Linked DNA regions of Zea mays: region 2 is linked to region 1. Evidence: chromatin contacts called from public Hi-C data. All regions are on one chromosome and are shown on one strand. The core of a region is the stretch at or near the end of the contact, and the rest is flanking DNA. Distances in the headings are between cores, read along the strand shown. Region 1 holds the start of LOC103630320 (E3 ubiquitin-protein ligase KEG). Region 2 holds the start of LOC103630322 (SNF2 domain-containing protein CLASSY 4).

Region 1 (4,900 bases), core at 501-3,000:
ATCTCATTACATACAGCAACAAACTATCAATCTGGTGGGAATATTGCTCCAGGACTGCCATTCTGAAAACCACATGGGTCTTGCAGAGAAATATTAAATGTGTCAGTACCTAATACTTCTGTGAAAACCACAGCACTTCATAAATTTCTTGCACTGATATTAATTCTCACAGAAATTTTACTCACACAAATGCATGTCATAGGAACTTTAATGATTTCAGCATATATAAGTGTTAGTTGCCCTGTGAGATGATAATAGATAAAAGAAACGAAGCCCCACAGCTTGGTAACTTGATGGTAATTGACTCAGCAAGCAAATTGCAAGCCCAAGTTATGCTACTCACAAAATATATCATGACAGTGCGCAGAAATGGCAAGCAATATGATGAGCATTAATTGTGAGCAATCTACCTTCCTTACAACAATAGAGCATAAGCAAATGCTAGCGGCACCAACAAAATCAAACCGCATAAGGCCGTAACAAATCAATCACTTCACACCTCATGAAACAAGCTATCATACTACATAATTTGTCACCTTTAGTGAAGGTTCTAGCTAGGCATGCTTCTTACTGACTACTGAGCAACAATAAAAGTGAGCGGTATGTTGCAATGCGATATGTTTGCAGCGATTATTGGTAAGACAGCAGCATAAAGAATAACTACTCAATATTACTAAATACCGACGTTTAGATGCAATGCCACACCTGAGAATCTGCTCCAGCGTAAGGCGTCCACCATTCTGCCGCATCTCCGCCTGCACAGACCCCACATAGCGATCCATCACGAAACAGAGGTGGCCGCCCACCCTCACAGCACCATGGAATGTGCACACGTTCCGACACCATGTGGAGGCGCGCCTCAGCCGCTCCACCTCCTCTTGAACAACCTCGAGCCCGTCCCCTGCGGCCAGGGGCACCCTCTTCACTGCCACCTGGTGCTTGCACCGCTTGACCCCACCGCCACGAGACAGCGTGCCGGCCCACACCTCCTGCCCGGCGGGCCCGGGCGGGCCGCTCCCGATGCGACGGGCGAGCTTGAGGTCCGGGTGCGAGGCGAGGTCGAAGAAGCTGCATCCGGGCGGTGCGGCAGCGGGCGCGGGCGCGGGGCGGCGACTGGGGCGCGCGAAGAAGTCGTCCTCGTCTTCGGAGCCGTCAGAGGATGACCCCGAGTCGGAGTGGAGGAAAGACGGGGATGAGGGGGATGTGGAGAGGAGAGAGAGAATGGGGAAGTTCTTCCGCAGCGCAGAGACCGAGTTGCCTACGGCGGTCAGATGGCGGCATCGCGGGCACGGCAGCGTGGCTCCGGGGGCTGCCGCTAGCATGCGGGAGAGGCACGCGCGGCAGAATCCATGTCCGCAGTGGAGGAGCAGCGGCGTCCGCTCCTCCTCGTCATATCTGACGTTGCATAACGAGCAGCATGGTACTCGCATCGCGCCGGCGCCGACAGGTTCAGGCGACGCCGTGCCCTAGGGCGCGGGGCCGGAGAGGAAGCTGTAAATGGGGAGGGTAGATCTGGGCGTCGGGGTGGGGGTTTGGGGAGGGGAGACGAGAGAGCACTCAGAGCAGCGTGGGAACTTCCGAAAGATTGGTGGTGATGCCTTGATGCCGGTGGCCGGTGGGGACTGGGGAGGCTGCGGAAGGACGACAAGCAAAGCGCGCGTTGCTCTTCTCCCCGCTCCGCCCACTTTTTTCCTGGTTCGTGCGCTTGCAAATTGCAACGAGGGTGCGGCTAGAAATGGCAATGGGTACCCATTACTCGAAATCCGATGGGTTTTGCTCTATTAGGATATAGGTTTGGGTCAATTTCTTTATCTATGTGTTTATTAACGGGTTTAAATGGAAACTCAACAGGTACATGGGCATGGATGTGTTCTTCCACTACCCATACATGCAAACCCATAGGTTTTTAAAACCCGTCTTAAAATCAACATTTCTTATAAATATGTCTCATAATATTATTAATTGAATCTATTCTAATTGAAATAAACTTTATGTAACAAATTTTAGGCTAAAATTAGTTATCACGTGTTCCTTTTATGCTAGCTTATTAATGTATTGATTGTCATTTACATGATTAATTATTTTTTATGTTGATGTTAGTGGGTATGAGAAACCCGTTGGGTACCCGAAACCCGCATGGGTATGGGTTTGGGTAAAATTTTATACCCGTCATGGGTATGAGTTTTTTAGAGGGCGTATTTTTCTTCGCGGGTATGAGTTTGGGCAAGTAATACCGAGCGGGTTTTTACCCATTGCCCCGTCTCTAGGTGCGACACTGCCACGTGTGTTTGGCAGTGCGGGTATAGGTGTACATTCGGGCAGCCTGATCTGGCTCGGTCCAAGCCTAAAAAGACCCGTAATGTTTGAATTTTGGGCTGGTCCGACCCATTTGAATTTTGGGTCGGCACATGGGCCTAGCCCTCGGCCCACGGTCCGGCCCATAATTGCTTAAACGTGCCGGGCTCATTTCGGGCGGCACGGAATTATAAAAGCCCAAAATTCATATTATGGTCCGAAATTCAATTTTTGGCCCGAAATTCAGATTTTGACTCGAAATTCACATAAGAGTCCGAAATTCAAAACAAATTTAATAAAACAAATAAAAGATAAGACAAATAAATTTGACCAAAAGCAAACTTAATATTTGTATTAAGTTACCAGAGCTATGCAATGACTACCTCATTTACAAATCATTTTGTTAGAAATAAAAAGAGTGTAATGAGCTATATATAAAGTTCGTAAGTTCAATTCATTATCTAATGTTCATAACAAAAATAAAATTACATCACATACCGTAATTCAAAGTTACAAAAAACATCTAACTAATATTATCTCTAGCTTTGTGTTCTTTATCAAGTACATGAAAGAGTGGAATGAAGTGTGATTTTAATAAATATATGGCCCTTTTCGTGCTTCTATATGGGTCATTTCGTGTCTACCTTAAACGGATCATGCTCGTGTCCGCCCATGGGCCGCGACCTCGGCCCAAACCCGGCCCGATATATCGGCCCGTGCCGGCCCGATATATCGGCCCGTGCCGGCCCGACACTAAAATATTTCAGGCCTGTCGTGCCTGGGCCGTGCTTTTTTCCGTGCTTTGGACCGGTCCATCAGGCCCAGCTCAAATGTACACCTATAAGTGCGGGTGACGGTTCTCATCGGCATGTAGGGTTGTCAACTGCCGCTCACACCGTCTCACTCCTATTTTAAACATTAAGCAATGTCATCTATAGAAGTATTAGATGTGTGATCTTGCGTTGCCATAAGAGTTAAAAATTATTATAAAATATAGATACGGAACGACAAACAACACTATGATATATAAAATTTATATAGCAAAATATCACGTAACACTAATATTATATTGACGATGTAAATATGTAATATCATTATAAATACACTGACTCAAATATAATGAATTAATTTCGAACAAACATTATAAAACAATTGAACAACCATATATAAACATTTATTTATGAGTATCACCAAGTATAATTTAAGGAACCAATAATAATCTCTTCTCATAAAATGAAATCAAAAAAGAGTAACACATACAGGTATAGATACCCCGATCGAACTTCAGAAGCTGACTCCAGCTTAAACCAGCAATAGAACTACCTACCTTTCATCATGTTGATCATCGGCGATTGCCCTTTCAAACACACGTCTTTGAACCCTGTTACTACGACCCTGCAAACTAAATATGTACAATATTAGCCAATTGTATCTACCTACTACACTCTTCATATAGATAGCTCCACTCCTGGAGTATGGTCGTGTTGGAACGGTCATCTGTGGTCACATGCGCTGAAGCAGCATAAAAAGGTCTCATTTAAAATTACATAAATTAATGAACTTGATAGGTAGGTCAATTGATTTTTCAATTATTTGGTCACCTGGTTCTTCCATAATTTTGTCAACTGGCTTCTCTGTAAGTGAATTATTTTGGATTATCTAGTTTTTCCATGTGAAAAGATACCTTCCAAAGGTTGAGTCAGGTGAAAAGACAATTGAAAATTTTTCTGCAGCCTGCCACAGCTAGGTATAATTTAAGATTGTTAAAGAAGAGGTTTTTGGTTTTGGTTTGAAGAAAAAAGAAGTACCCATGGAAGGTAGCCACCAAGAGCAGGACCAATAATGAGACCTATTCCCTATGTTGTGTGACCTAAAATTACAAGAAGATGGATTTCAAAATCATTGAAATAAGAATAACACATGGTAGCAAAATCAATATAAAATCAATGGATTACAAGCGACAGTGCTAGATGTTTATGTTCAGGTCGGCAAACTTCAATGCCATAAGCCTGTAAAGAACCGTGTATCAAGTTACTAATGGTATTGTATGTCCATATCACATCTACCTATCTTCTAACACAAAAGAGCTTGCAAATTCATTATACCTTTATTGATCCAAGTAAACCATTCAAAGCACAAAGCAGAAACCAGGTAGCTATGACCATCCATTAGTTGACACTCTGACCAAACAACATGTTGAACACCATCCTAGGACATTGCAAAGAATGAGCTCAGACTAAAACGTTTGAACAAGAGAAAGGCGAGAGAAAATAGATGCACATTTAGTTGTGTTTACATAGGATCAAGGTAAGATGTTACTACCACAGATGAAATGTCAAACACGATGACAAGTTTCCTCCCAATGCAGTCTATCGCTATTCCCTAGATTGTCGAAGTCAAGCATCTACCAAACATGAACGAGGCACCTGGAAACATCCAACACATATATATGGAATTGCTCATCCGTACACATGTTTGGGATCATAATAGTTTGGTTGTCGTAGCAGCGACGCATCATACCACCAGAGGATGTAAGTGAGGACTAACCTGCAGACCGCATGGAAGAAGGCTTGTTATGACAGCAGGGTGCCTCTACAAGCCCACC
Region 2 (5,141 bases), core at 469-2,968, 280 kb after region 1:
CATGCGCGGTGGAGGCGTGCATCGTGGGCGAGATCCGCGGGTGTGTTCCATGCGCGGACACGGGGAGGTGGAGCACAGGCGGAGGGAGAGGCGGTGTGGGGAGAAGTGCGGGGGATCCGCGGCACCTTCCATCGGCGGCAAGACCTTCCATCCGCGTGGCACAGGCAGAACCGTGCACCGCTCAATTGTGGACGTCTACACTCTGCTCTTAAGGAATAGTAGAGATACAATGTCTATCAAAACGTAGCACACCAACAAATGGTGAAATACTAAAATGCATCCTAGACAGGTACTGTAGTTATAGGTTTATTTCACAAGGTGGCACAAACAATTGTGATAAATGCCCCAACCAGGCGCTCCTGCTGTGAGAGATGACTAAGGAGGCCATCGGACCTAGAGATATGCATCGTGTACTTCTTGATCTGCAGCAGCCACGCCAGCAGGGCGATCAGATTGCCGCAACTGTCGTTTCTTTTTTGGGTCGCTAATTTTGGTTCAATCTAGAAAGGGTGGCGCAAGAACAAACACATGGTGGGTTGTGAAATCCTACTAACCTTCTCCAGGAGGAGGTAGGAGCGGAGGAGGAAGAGCGTGCGATCGAGGTCCATCTGGTAGAGCGAGACCACCAGGTCGTCAATGCCGTCGTCGACGAAGTCATCGAGCGCCTCCTCCTGGGTGACACGACACCAGGAGAGGGAGCCACGGTCAGATCCAGAGCTGTGGGGGGAGTGGATGAACTCGCGATGTATGGGGCCCACCTGTCGTAGATGTTGTCGGCGTAGATCCGAATCGGCCCGTCTGTGGGCACACCCCCTCGCTGCCGGTGGGGAGATCTCGGCGGTGGCTCGCGCGCCGCGCATGGTAGACGGGGATGTGGAAGGTGGAGAGCTGTTGCACCGCGCTTTATGGATCCACGGAAGGAGGGTGGCGACGGGCGGGCGACGTACGAACCGTCGAGGTCGTCGTGCACGAGGAAGATGATGACTTCACCAAAAGCAAAATGCCCTAAGTTTCAGGGTGGAGGACGATAAAACTGAGATGGGCGACGGATGGCTTGCTTTTGACCTGTGGTCGTGGGCAACGAGGAGGAGGTGTGCTCGTGCGATGTTGATGTCGGCACGAGCGGCGAGGTCCATAGCATGACACTCGCGTCGATCTGGGGGCGGAGGTGGAGGTGAAAGAGGCACAAAAGATTCAGGCGTCTCCTTGACTACCGGCCGGTCGATCCACATTTAGGCGTGCGCTTCGCCGGTAACATCGCGGGGTGAGAGACGAGAGGAGCGTCGGGGTCAGGGGGCATCACTTGGGTGGGTGGGGCGATGGCGACGACGGCGGTGGCGTGGGCACATGCGAGCTAGGGTTTTTGGGTGAGAGAGGGTCGGAGGGAGGAAGGGGAAGCAGACGAGGGATCGGGGCTGGTGGGCGGGATCGGGGAGCGGGGCTGATGGATGGGATCGACGGTTGAGATCGCAAAATGGTAGAATGGACGGCTGAGATCGCAGAATGGCAGAATATAAAAAGGCAGGCTACTATTGCTAACTTAATAAGTAGTAGAGATTTAGCTAGTATGCTCTAATTAGTCATATCTGTCGAACGGACCCAGAGTAGGGACACTGACGCCCATTCATGTTTCCATTGAGTATTTCCAAAATCAGCTGAGAATCGAATAAAGTGTCTATCAAATTCTTCAGAATCCACTGCCACTGCAGTGGTTCGATGCGGAAGAAAAAGAGGATGCGGGTGTAGCAGCATCCCGGCATGATTGATGCCCCTGCAACATCCATCCTCGGAAAACCATCCAACCACATTTCGGCCTAGGGAAAGCACGCCGCACTCGATCCGGCCGCCTCGGGCCTCGCCCCCCGCACCCGCCGCGCACCCGGCAGCCATTTCCCGGGCATTTGTCTCTCCTTGTCGTCCGCCTCCCCATGACCGGATCCCTCCCTGGCCCCGCGCCCGCCGCATGGAGCACCTGCCCAAACCCCTACGGGGCCCACCCGTCATAGTCCCTCCTGGGCCATAAACCTCCCCCAACCCACCGTACTCTCAAGTCTCAACTACCCCCTTCAATTCCTCTGCGCCGCGCCGCGCCGCGCCGTTGCAGCAACAGAATCTAGCGCCCCCACCGCACGCATGGATCGCGCCACGCCGCGCGTTTGCGGCCGCCGCGGCGTATCCCAAGCGGCGGTGGAAGCTGCGCCGTCCTCCTCCCGCGCGCGCCGCCGCGATAAGGCGCCGGCCGTTGTCATGGACCTTGGCGACGACGACTGCGGCGGTGGCGGGGCCAGGAAGACGGTTGGTGGCGCTGCAGGTAGGTGCGAGGGATCCACGAAGGCTCCTTTGCCTCTGCTGCCGCCGATGATGGTGCCGGCGGGAGCGGTGGCGCTGCGGACACGATCGAGGAGGCGGGCGATGCTGGCGGCGGCAGTGGTGGAAGAGGCGCCAACGAAGAAGAAGAAGAAGGAAGGAGCGATCCCAGATGCCGCGGAGGCGCCCCGTGGCCACGGGAGCAAGGCCGCTGCTACCTCGATGGCGACGTCGAGCCATAAGCGGCGCGCTGGGACCTCGAGGTCGACGTCGAGAGATAAGCGGCGCGCGCGCTCGGGACGTGCCTCGGAGCCAGCTCGCGTGGGCCGCGCGCGCAAGCGCAAAAGGAACGAGTTGGAGGCCCCCGCTCGGAGAGAACGTGTGAAGGCGCCATGTGTCAGTGAAAGTGATGACAACAGCGGGCGAGGCGATGACGCTTCTCATGACGGGGATGCGGAGCCTCGCGTCGGGGTCGCCATTGGCACTGATCTGGTTAACGGGGATCATCCGGCAGCTAAAGGTGAGGATCATATTAAGAGAAGAGTGCTGTGAATTTGAATGATGACTTGGTCTCATGTAATGCAGAGGTAGTGGAAGGTGCTGGTGACGAGGACACAGGGGACGGAGGGAACAGTGGCCTGGCATCGACTGCTGATGTGTTTGCTGAGGAGATGGCACCCTTTGAAGATGACTACGATGATGAGATGTTGGAGGAGCAGCTTGTTGGAGATGTGATTCGTGCTTACAGTAATGGCAGAAACTTCGATTCAGATGGAGTGGATTGGGAGGCAGAGGATGAGATGGAGTTCAATGACGATGCTGACAATAGTGATTTTATGGATGATGCTGACGATAGTGATTTTATGGATGATGCTTATGAAGGTGGCAATTCCAAACCAATTCAAAATCATGCTAAGTTGGAAATACAAGACTGGGTGAACCAGAAAGTTGTTTTGAGTGGAGGGAGGTGTGAGGCGAGGGGCGAGGGGGATCTGGAGGAAGAATTGGATGTGGGAAAGGAAGCAGATGAGGAGGACGTGGAACCAAAGAGTGAAGCGGCTCCAGGTTCTGATAAAAGGGTCTTGCAGTTAGAAATCCTAGGTTCCGATGAGGAAATCAAGGTGCTTGAAAATATGAGTAGTGCCCCATCCAGGAAGGCGTCAGTTCAATCGAAGTTACCAACTATTCCATCTTGTGTTGCATGGAGAACCCGATCATCATGGGGGGTAAATCAAGATAGACTATCGTACGATACATATTTTGAGGAATTATCTGATGAGCCAAAAGAGGATGATGATGATACAGAGGTGGAACTTGATGAAGTTGAGGATGACAACAATGACGATGACAGTAGTGATGCTTATGATAAAGATGACGAAGAGAAGGAGGAAGAGGAAGAAGAGGCTGAAAGAAGAAAACTTAATAACAGGATTTGCACATCCGATGAAGACATGATCAATATTACTGTTCCTACATCAAGATATGATATGTTTAAGAAAAAAAATTCCTCAAGATATGATATTGAGTGGGTGGAGGATGAAGATGCAAGTGTTGATATGTTACAGCCAGTTTCCTTTAAGAAAGATAGCAGCTGGAAGCCTGTGGCTGTTGGCAACGACACATTTACTGAGCAACAAAAGCGATCACGATTTACTTGGGAGCTTGAGAGGAGGAAAAAGCTTAAGCTTGAGATGAAGACAAATCCTTTGCATGAGCGGGATTTGGACTCAGATCCGAACTCATCAGGTTCTGACCAGATCAGAAAGTATGGTTTCAAAAGTGATGGGAGTCATAAAGTTGATAGGAAAAAGAAGCATACATCGCCCAAATCGGGCAAGAAACCCAGCAGCGCAATCATACTAAAGCGGCAGTCTCTTTTGAAGCTTTTGGTAGATAAAATGAGTGGTGATAAAAGTTTAGCATCTTTTCCATTTGATCAGAATCCTCAGCTTCAGTTTATTTTCAAAGAAATGCATCCATTGGTATTTTCATTTGGAGATGAAGATCTAGTAGCAGCTGACAGGCCAGAGCAAGATGTTGGATTGGATATGTTATGGGCTGACTTTGACTTTGCTTTAGAGTCTGAGAATATCGGTACTTATTATGATGATGAGGTACATTCAGTACTGGTTTTCATTTTATTTTTATCTATCAAAACACATGCAGGTATAAATATGTGTGGTTTATTTATTTGAACACTTACTCTACAACTAGAACTATGGTAAAATTAACAATGTCCAACTGGAGATGCACTACCATGTTATTCTCAGCAAAAAGTTTGTCAATGGCGACAAACGCAAAAAGTTTGATGAAACAATCTCGATCAAACCAAAAAACTCTCATTATTCACCATCTGGCACAAGGGCAAAGATGCAGGAGATGCCCCTTGCTCTGGCCAAACCCCAATCATGCAACTCCTCTCTAGGGAGCAGAACTCCAGCTATTTTTGGAGATGCACCATCAAACACATATCAGCTTTGTCATTTCCAAATTGCCCATGCTCCAAGGGTGATGATCGAATTAAGCCCATTTTGTTCCTCACCATTTTTTTCAATGGACCTTGTGAAACCTAACCATCAACCCTTGCTTCTCCCCTTGCCGATCATTCATCAAAGGAAACATCATCTATATTTGGAGGACCTGCAGGCTGCAGCAGTCTAAACCAGAATTCTAATGCAAAAACACACAATGTGAGCAGGTGATTGATCATCTCAGCTTGATCACAAAGAGCACAGCAGGTAGGGTGCAGAAGACTCATCATGCATGCTGATCGGCAGTCCATTATCTATTATGAGTAAGTAACCACAAAAGAACCAACACTTCCTGGGGCCCAA

What was found. Hi-C and Micro-C count contacts between places; a contact is called where the count stands out from the background.
Region 2: a Hi-C map of tassel shows a contact between it and region 1, with 2.4 times the contacts expected there. The contact joins the promoter of LOC103630322 here to the promoter of LOC103630320 in region 1. A contact is called at or near these places in 2 of 25 Hi-C or Micro-C datasets (leaf and tassel).

The regions. Positions count from the first base shown.
Region 1 is chr6:155,148,864-155,153,763 of Zm-B73-REFERENCE-NAM-5.0, forward strand. It overlaps LOC103630320 (E3 ubiquitin-protein ligase KEG), which reads right to left and starts at 1,751. Exons shown (of 15, transcript XM_008651385.2): 1 at 706-1,751. The coding sequence starts at 1,430.
Region 2 is chr6:155,431,754-155,436,894 of Zm-B73-REFERENCE-NAM-5.0, forward strand. It overlaps LOC103630322 (SNF2 domain-containing protein CLASSY 4), which reads left to right and starts at 1,719. Exons shown (of 5, transcript XM_008651387.3): 1 at 1,719-2,827; 2 at 2,893-4,421. The coding sequence starts at 2,134.